Regions from separate parts of the Pan troglodytes genome. Here region 1 is linked to region 2. A link is a contact called in public Hi-C data. All regions are on one chromosome and are shown on one strand. The core of a region is the stretch at or near the end of the contact, and the rest is flanking DNA. Distances in the headings are between cores, read along the strand shown. Region 1 overlaps RYK (receptor like tyrosine kinase). Region 2 holds the start of LOC100611124.

What was found. Hi-C and Micro-C count contacts between places; a contact is called where the count stands out from the background.
Region 1: a contact with region 2 is called in a Hi-C map of induced pluripotent stem cells, with 2.7 times the contacts expected there. The contact joins the enhancer-like site here to the promoter of LOC100611124 in region 2. A contact is called at or near these places in 3 of 7 Hi-C or Micro-C datasets (blood, induced pluripotent stem cells and stem cell-derived neural progenitor cells).

What each region holds. Positions count from the first base shown.
Region 1 is chr2:137,451,689-137,456,267 of NHGRI_mPanTro3-v2.0_pri, reverse strand. RYK (receptor like tyrosine kinase) reads left to right here. Exons shown (of 18, transcript XR_008547108.2): 3 at 4,362-4,461. Among named protein-coding and RNA genes, the nearest start is that of RYK, 37 kb to the left of the region's middle. Within about 2 kb of position 2,402, at least 3 of the 24 cell types and tissues checked have an H3K27ac peak or open chromatin away from gene starts, as enhancers often do. A contact at or near this core is called in induced pluripotent stem cells, where this site is marked.
Region 2 is chr2:137,165,665-137,170,331 of NHGRI_mPanTro3-v2.0_pri, reverse strand. LOC100611124 reads left to right here and starts at 1,322. Exons shown (of 2, transcript XM_063806245.1): 1 at 1,322-1,554; 2 at 1,556-2,002. The coding sequence starts at 1,414. The coding sequence ends at 1,912.

The DNA of each region.
Region 1 (4,579 bases), core at 1,153-3,652, 280 kb before region 2:
CCTCCGCCTCCCAGGTTCAAGTGATTCTCCTGCCTCAGCCTCCGAGTAGCATGTGCCCACCACCATGCCCACCTAATTTTTGTATTTTTAGTAGAGACGGGGTTTTACCGTGTTGGCCAGGCTGGTCTTGAACTCCTGGCCTCAAGTGATCCACCTGCATTGACCTCCCAGAATGCTGGGATTACAGGTGTGAGCCACCATGCCTAGCCTGTAGTTTCTTTTCTGAAGTATTTTGGCTCACTCTACATTCTGATAAACAACTGCTGTTCAAATTTCTTTGTCCCAGTAGACTGTACATTTAACTTTTGAGCGGATCTGTTTCTTTAAAGGATGATTGGCAAGTGAGAGTCCTTACAGATCGATACATGCCAAACTAGAGAAAATTGGACTTCAATAATTGGCAATTTCTTCTCTAATCTCAGAAACTGCAGTTTTAAAATTTATATCTTAAAGACTGCAGAGGGAAAAGAGAACTACCTTGTGAATGCCTCCCATTTTTAGACAGTTCCTCAAAAAAGGAGCCAGCAAGGAGGCTTCCACAGTTTCATGCTTCATATTCCTCTAAGCTGCTGATAGGACCAAAGGGGCTGCCTTCTCAAATCTCCTCCTCAGCCCTTTGCACCTCTCCCTGTGCCCTCATTGGCCAGCTACACTCACAGCCTCATTTCCTTCCCTTCTCTCCTCCTTTTCACCTTGCCACACTGAGATGCTCAGGTGCCAGTCTTAGCTGCTTTTTTAACTGCAGTTAGGGCCCTGGACCCCTTTGCCAGACCCTCTCTGCTTACTTTTGGGTTCTGGTCTCCGGTCTGCTCCTTCTCTCCTTGTGATAACTGAGACCTAGAATAAAGGAGACAGCAAGTTTCTGGGGAAATAGTAAGTGTGGCTTTGAATTTGTTAAGTTGGAAGGCTGTAGGATAATTAGGTAGAATTGCCTAGTAGGTAATTGGACACTTGAGAGGGATTGAAGGTAAGAGAGAGTGAGAGAAATTGACGATTAAGATATCCCATCAGTGGTGAAATGGGCTAGAACCCTAGTGTACTAGGATTGAAGGATTTACATTTGGAGAGGAAAGTGGACCTTTCCTTGGGACTAGAATGAAAAGAATAGATGCTCTAATAGATCTGCCGGGGTGTTGAAAAGAAAGGCAGAAATGGGGTTCCTCTGTACTAGTGGAAAGGGACAAAAACATTGAGTGTGAGGAGGTGGGGAAGGCCTGTAAGGTTGGAATAACACGAGGGAAAAGAGGGTCAGTGAGGAAGGGATTGCTGAGTAGAACTAAGGGTCTCCCCTGAGACTGGAGGTCATTGTTGTGTAAGAGCTCCTTTTCTGTAGGATGGATTTCCTTCAGCAGTGCTGAGCAGCAGGAGTAGAGTAAGAAGGGGTGGTCAGGATGCTAGAGCTGCCCTTTGAGGGTTTGGAAGGAGTCAACCAGCTGAAGGTGCCAATATGACTGTCAGTAATGTTGCCTTCTTTAGGGCTTGGGCTGTGGAGAACATGAAACTAGGTGTTCACGGCTATACTGGAGAGAAGGGAAGTGGCTTTAACTGGCTGCTGCATCCTGCTATGAACACAGCCCCTGGCTCATAAATGTGCCTCATAAATGTTGGCTGACTTGGAGTGATGGAATCAGAGAACTAGTTTTGTAGGAATCAGAGGTGGTGATGGGATCTTTGATAGAATGGCATTTTTGCATTTGTTTTGGTAGTGAAGTAATTCTTTAGCGTGTCAGGATATTGAATACTGAATATTGAAGCCAGGGAGAACATGGCAGGAGACCAAGGCCTCTGCAAGTCCTGTGTGGCTTATTGGTGTTGATGGCATGAGAAGTAGCCATTATGAGTAGAAGCTGTGAGCGTCGGCCGGGTGCGGTGGCTCACACCTGTAATCTCAGCAATGTGGGAGGCCAAGACAGGTGGATCACTTGGGGCCAGGAGTTCGAGACCATCCTGGCCAACATGGTGAAATCTCGTCTCTACTAAAAATACAAAAATTAGCTGGGCATAGTGGCGTGTGCCTGTAGTCCCACCAGCTACTCGGGAGGCTGAGGCAGGAGAATTGCTTGAACCCAGGAGGTGGAGGTTGCAGCGAGCCGATATCACGCCACTGCACTCCAGCCTGGGTGACAGAGTGAGACTCGGTCTCAAAAAAAGAAGTTATAAACTTCAAAGTAGAGGGGATTTGCATGAGGGCATGAGGAAGGGATGTCTGGGAAGGACCTAGTGATCCTAAAGAGTGCCGACCCTACTGTCTAGGCCCTGAGGGTCAGGTGTTGTAGGAACTGAATGATAGGAAGGGGAACAGATGACTTCTGAGGAAAGCCAGGTTGTGGGAGAAGGTGGGAAGACATTTGTGAAGAGGCAGAGAGTGTAGGAGGCTGTTCTGAATAGGGAGGTTCTCAGAATGGGGAAAAAACAGAAGGCCTGCAACAGTGTTCTTGACAGACCCAGGAGGGTTTGTGTCAGAATCCCTGGGGCCAGCAGTGGGCTGATGATTATGGAGAAGTGCAGCATGGCAATAAGGTAGCTGTTCTGGAATGACTGCTGATGCTGCTGATGTCAGAGGAGACTTGTGCCAGGCTAACAGTATGTATTGCATTAATGATCTTATTTGATCCTCATAACATGTATTACCCTTATTTTACAAAATATGGAAACTCAGAGAAGTTACTAATTTACCTAAGAGTCACATGGTCTCATGGTTCCAAACCCAGTTCTTGCTGGCGGTGCTGATTTCTTTTGTGCACCTACCCTTCATGTATGGTCCTGTTCAGAGATAGCATCGGTGTAGGGATGTATAATGCATTCTTTGATGTATTGCTGGAAAGCTTGCTCATTCCCTGCCCAAACTTGCTTGGCTGTGGCTCTCTAGCACCCCCTGGTGGCAGCAATGGTATTGTGATATGCTAAGGTGAATGTGAACACTTCCTAGCCAAGGTACCTCGAAGTCACTGATGTGCTGCAGCAAGAACATTTCCTTTGTTGGGAATGTGGCACTTATCAAACACAGCCTTTAACAGTTGTTTATGTACCTATCTTAACTGCAAAGGAAGAGTTTAATGTTTGCATACCCCTACAGTGTTTAGCTAAGACACTTTAAATAGAGTGTGAAAGGAGAAACCCCAAGGGGAATCAAATTCTGGACTGAGCCCTTCTTATTCATGGGTAACAATGCCTTCCACCTTAGCCCAAGCATAAGGGCCATCCCTTCCCTTATATCTGGGATGATACTCTTTCCCTCTTTTCTTTCATCTTTATTATGTACCATTTCATTAGCTTTTTTCACTAGCATATATACATATTTGAATATCTCATCTAAAAACAAAGAAAGAAAAGCTTTGGAACACCCCCCACTTCACCATCTGTCTCCCATTCTTCTAGTTAAGTTTCTTGAAGAATGGTTTATCGAACATCTTTCTTCTCACTCTTTTCCCAACCTGCTGCCTCGTGGCTCTGCAAATCTCAGTCTGCCACCAATGATACCTTTTGTGACCACTGAATGAGAGAGGGATACCATAGTTATCAAGAACCTGTGGGCAGGGCAGAGAGTGATGTGAACTGTAGGGCTTCATTGAAAGTCTTGATGCTGGCAGCCATTCTGAATTTCAGCTATTGCTTTGCAGTTTGAGCTGCTTCTTTCATGAACTCTCCATAGCAACAGAGCCTTAATTATTGATGCTGATTGGTTCTGTTAAGCCACATTGGGTAGGCCAAGTATTGATAGATAACATTGGTGTTTTAGAGACATCTCATGGGTTGCCTGTCTTCCCTTCTGGATTCTGAATCACTTGAGAAGTAGATCCAGAGGTCAAATGGGGATCTAAACATGAACTTTCTTTTTGGTGAGAGCAAGACTAGAGGATGTGACTTAGATATTCTATGAGAAATCTACCTTGGAATCTGCTTATTGTGTGAGTGGGTCTGCAGAGCAGACCTTCCTCCACCAGCCACAAGGAGGCCCTCCGAGCTTGGCTTTCATTTTTCAGCCAGAGAAGGCATTGGTAGCTATTTATGGTCTGTCAGTTACATATCTCACCGCTTTGGTTCTTCATATCTGGCTCTCCATGGCCTCTCTGTCAGTGCTGCATAGTTCTCAGCAGGATTTCTGACCCTAGATGGCAGGTTTTATGGAAGAGTGGTGGTCCTGTTGTGGACTTAAAATAGAGGGTGGCTTACTTGGTTGAATTTTTATCCAATTGAAAATTCTTAGGACTGTTTCTGACAATTTGCATTTTTTTATAGCTAGATTATTTGTACATATGAAAGGCTCATCCATTGATTAATGAGCCAATTAATGAAGTCAAGCTGATAGTTTCCTTCTTGTTATCACAGGTCCATTTTGTTTATTTTTGTCTATTTTACAGGTTGAATATAAGCTGGGATTCCAAGTGGACAATGTTTTGGCAATGGACATGCCCCAGGTCAACATTTCTGTTCAGGGGGAAGTTCCACGCACTTTATCAGGTAAGTAAGAGTCTTCAAAGACAAAGTTAACATACTTTTTCAACTGCATCCCCTATGGCCCCAAAACAGAAGTTTACTGATGTGTAGTGTGTATTACTTGATAGGCATAAGATGTATG
Region 2 (4,667 bases), core at 73-2,572:
CATGGCATACCCTGGCCATTCCTCCACTCTCCCAGCCACATCATGTCTCCAGCCCTGCTACAACTTGACAGCAATAATAATAACTAAAATGTGCACAGATCTTTACAGTTTACCAAGCCATTAACCCATTTAAAACACTTCTTTAATCAGTAAATCAGTGGGGAAAGGCTTGGCTATGCTGTGGTAACAGACCTCTCGAATCTTAGTCACTTGACACAACAAAAGATGATATCTCGCTCACAGAACCTGTGGTGATCTGGGTGACTCTCAGGTCGGTGGCTCAGTAGTGCCCCTCTGCCTGCTCAGGGCCTGGAGGATTGGCCTGAGAGCCCCCCCAACCAGTGTCTCAGTAACTCAGACTGTTTGGAACCTGAGGTACCTCCATTTCATTATAAGCTGCCATGATGGATGGGGCAGGGGAAGAAAGTCCTGGAAGATCCTGCACTGCTAAGCAATGCTTTGTCCCAAAGTAACGCTCTTCACTCTGCTCCCAGCCTAGCTGCCGCAAGAGCGGAACAGAATATTCTGTGTGCTCAGGAGAAGAAAAGAGCAGATATGGTTGAGCACTACTGTGCTCTACTGTGGGTAGTGAACCTAGGTGGACACAGTTGCTCACCGGGACACTTAAACCAGCTTTGCGGGGCTGTCGGGGTCGGGAAGCACAGTCTGGAAAGATTTCCCAATGGAGGAAGCACCAATTGTGGGTCCCTGAAGCTGAGGGGATGATGCCCAGGCAAGGCCGAGGCAGTCTGCAGAGGGCTGGGGAGGTGGGAAAGACGATTTTGCTCAGAGGAGGCAGAGATGGGGTGGTGGCTGAGAGAGATGCAGGGTCAAGGAAAGGATGGCTTCAGAGGGGAGAGATTTCCTGGGGCAAAAGGCCACAGGATGGGGAGGCTGCGGGGTCCAAGAGGACAGCCGATGGAGCGAGACCCTGCAGGCAAGGAGGAGATGGGGTGACTCTCATGGCAGAATCGCACCAGAGTTCCCACAGCCCTGTGCGGCCACTATGACTAGTCCCATCCTGTACATGGAGAAAACGAGGCTCCTTCCAGTTGTCCCTCACGCCTCCCTTGATTTATGTACTACCTGATGTGTATAAGGACAGGTGGTGACAAACACATGGTCCCTACCCTTCAAGGACATATAATCCAGAGCTAGGACAAGACCTTAACACAGGGCAAAGTACTATGCTCTGAGTTCATTTGATGAGCGATGGGAGAACGGGCTTGATCCTAGCCATGCGGGAGAGACTGGAATTCAAGAGAGTCAAATGTGCTGGGAAAGACTTTCTGGGCAAAAGGAATAAGCAAAGGTGTGCAAAGGTAAGGAAGCAGGAAACCTTTGCACATCTTGAGAACTCGCCGGCCAGAGGCCTGTGAAGGAGCGCAGTGGTCAGGCAGGAGAGGCAGTCGGATGCAGGCTGAGACCATCCTGAAGGGTCTTGAGGCTGGCTTACCCCAGGCTGTGAGTAGTGGGCTCAGCCTAGTCCCGGCTCCTGGGTTAGTGCTCACGTGTCTCTCTGCCCACTCAGGGCCTGGAGGAATGGCCTTAGAGCCCCCCACCAACCAGGCTCAGGAAGGCATTCCTAGCTCAGAGTACCCTCCTGGAGTCTACACTGGAAGGGGCTCCTGAGTGGGCCGCGCCACACCCCGAGGAGCAGAGGCGCAGTCCTCCCGCGTGCTCCCAGCACACTCCACCCCTACCCAGCACACCCATGGGGCCCCCACCTTGCTCACCTGGGGGGAACCACCCACTCTGCGCCCTCTCAGGGAGAGGTGGTGGCCGCTGCTCTATCCCCTCCCTCTCTTCCTCTTCCACCTTCTCTCTCTTCTCATCTGGGTGCTGGAACCCAAGCGTGAAACTGAGAGTCAGAAAGTCTCAGTCTCAAGGCAGAGCGGGGCAACTAATTTAAAACGGCTTCTACTCCGGCCCCCAGTGTGACTAATCTCCTCCTCTTCGCTCCACAGGTCTATAAATGGGCCACAGTAGGCACCCCTTTTTAAATCTGTAAAATCCCCAAATCCATTAAAAGTGACTTCAGAGGTCCCAGATAGGGACCAACATTTGTTTAAACCTTTTCCTCATTACATCTCATGACCGCCAGCTTACAAAAGAGAGACTGGGGGTTCTGGATGAGACGTATGCAATCCCTGAGTCCACCTCGGAAAGGACAGAGGCAGGTGTCACACCGTTCCTCTTTGACCCGAATCGCTTGAATCCCAGAGTTTCAACAGCTCAGGTGGGTTGAAGGCTCAGAATGTACCAGACATCCGAAGCGCTTTACATACATTTGCTCCTTGAATCTTCACGACAGCCCTGTGAGATGCAATAATCATGCCATTCCACAGACGAGGAAACGGGCCCAGGGGACTGCGGTCTCGGCTCCTTTCCTCTGGCTTTCTCAGAAAAGGCGCGGAGGCCCCCGCCGGGTGGGCGAGGCGGGGTGGGCGGCCCCTTGCGCCCTGGAGTCGCATTCCGCCACCAGGGGGCGCCGCCCCTCCGCCGCGGCCCGGGGAAGCCACCCGCGGAGGCGCCACGCCCAGCCCGCCCACGGGACGCCCCCGCGGCCCCACAGCCAGCCGGGAGGGACTCCACCACCCGGCTCAGCGCGCCTCGGACAGCCCGCTTCCCCGCCGGGGCGCCCTCGGGCCTGCGGGGCTCCCCGCGCCCACCGCACGCACGCACGCCTCCCCCTACTCGGAGGGCCCGGGAGCTGAGCCCACCGGCGCCTGCTCACGGGACACAGCCTCGAGAAAACTTCCTCTCTGCCTCCCCGCGATAAAGCACCGTTTCCTCTATTTATATTTTCTGCACGGAAGTGTATTAAACACGTTAGAGAACAAGAGGAGTAGAGAGTAAGGTGCCACGAGGCACCGAGAGGGCCCGCGGGAACACACGGCTTCCTCAGGCTCTCTGACCGGCCGTGGGCAGGGTGGTCCCCGGCCGCATTGTGGGGCCATTCGCACCCAGAAGCTGTCAGCCTCCCCACTGCGTCACTGGCACCATCTGGGAAACATTATTCAGCCACTGCAGGGGGCTAGGTAGCCTCTGCTTCCTCCTTCCAATTCCCAAAACCTTCACCACAGCATCTCCTGGGGCCTGGCCCTGAGATAGGCGTGCATGTCGGAAAGAAACTGTTGTCAGCATTCCAGGCACTGTCCACCCCGGGAAAGGGGCAGGTACCCATCCCGTCACAGACTCAGGTACCAGGGCAAACCGGGCACCAGGCCTATAGAGGTGAACAAGACAAACAGAAGGCAGACAGACAACCAAGAAAGCATCCAAACTGTGGCTGCAATTGGCTGATCAATTACAGGTGCAATAGTGCCATGAAGGAGAAGTGCAAACAGACGGACAGATGCCTGCATGGAAATGCAGGGGGAAGCCGGTGTATGTGGTGGATTAACAAAGGTGAAAGAGGCCCGTTCCCTAGGGATTGGAGATCTGGAGCAGAGATGAGCTCTAACTGTGCCTTGAAGGATAGGGTAAGTTTGTTGACAGGGGCCTTAGAGAAGGTGTTCTGGGCGGAGGGGACTGCAGGAGTGAAGACTCAGAGATGAGAAAACTGGACCATGTTTGCCTGGAGGGCAGGGTGTAAGTAGCGCCCCCAGTTGCAAGGTGCCTCAGGCAGAGCGTGGTGAGCGGTGGATTCTAGAGGGAGAGAGTGTATCATGTACATCTCCTTTAGTAACTAACAGGGTGCTGCTGGTGGATGATGGGGCGTCGCTGACAGAATTTTAACAGAGGCAAGATGCAACCAGATTTCAGGGTGTAAAAGGCCACTGGGGCTACATGTGTACTTGGAAGAGGGAACCTGGCTGGCAAAGGTCCTTAGGAGGGAGGCCTACTTGTCATTATGGCCACTGGGATACTAGAGTAGGAGACGTCAGAGCCGAGGGCAGGACCAGCAAGCAGCAGGAGCATCCCAGGCACCCACAGGCTCCTGGCAGCCAGGATGAACCAGCGCAGAATGCAGGGTTAGCAAAAGGCCATGCGGGAGCCCATCCCAGCACCAGAATTTGCCTTGTTATAAAACAGGCATTGGAAACTGGCTGAGCCTGGGCCCAGCACAAGAGTTCTAGTTGGCCTACAAGATATTTGCATGTCTTTAAGTTAGCTCCAAACACTGGGAGAGTTTGACTGGGGTTTTCTCTTGAAAAACCCTGGTGCAGCATTCCAGCCCAAAAACAATGGATTGGAGCTGAGTAGAGGGCAGTCCTTCAGATGGACCCTGTCCTCTCAGGGTGGCTGCGGTTCCCACATCATCTGCCTGGCCCTTGTAGGTATTTAAAACTTACACACACACACACACACACACACACTCAAAAGAGTCAAGTTAAAACACCAGAAATCCAGGTGGATGTTGGAAAAGACGAGCCCAGAAGGAAAGAAAGGCTGTTTGAGAAATAATGACCAGGGAAGACTGGCCGTGCTTGAGGATGGATGGCAAGAAGATGTGAGGAACAAGTGGTGATCGCCAGGTGACTGCTTGTGGCCTGCTAGAGAATCAAATCCAACATTGAGCTCCTCGTCCTCCCCAAACCTCCTTTCACTGACTTTCCTGTCTCAGTTAATGGCATTCCAACCTTAGCTGATTAGACCAAAAACTTGGAGACAATAGAAAATAAGCTTTAAAAAGACTTTTTAAAATCTGCTTTACTGACATA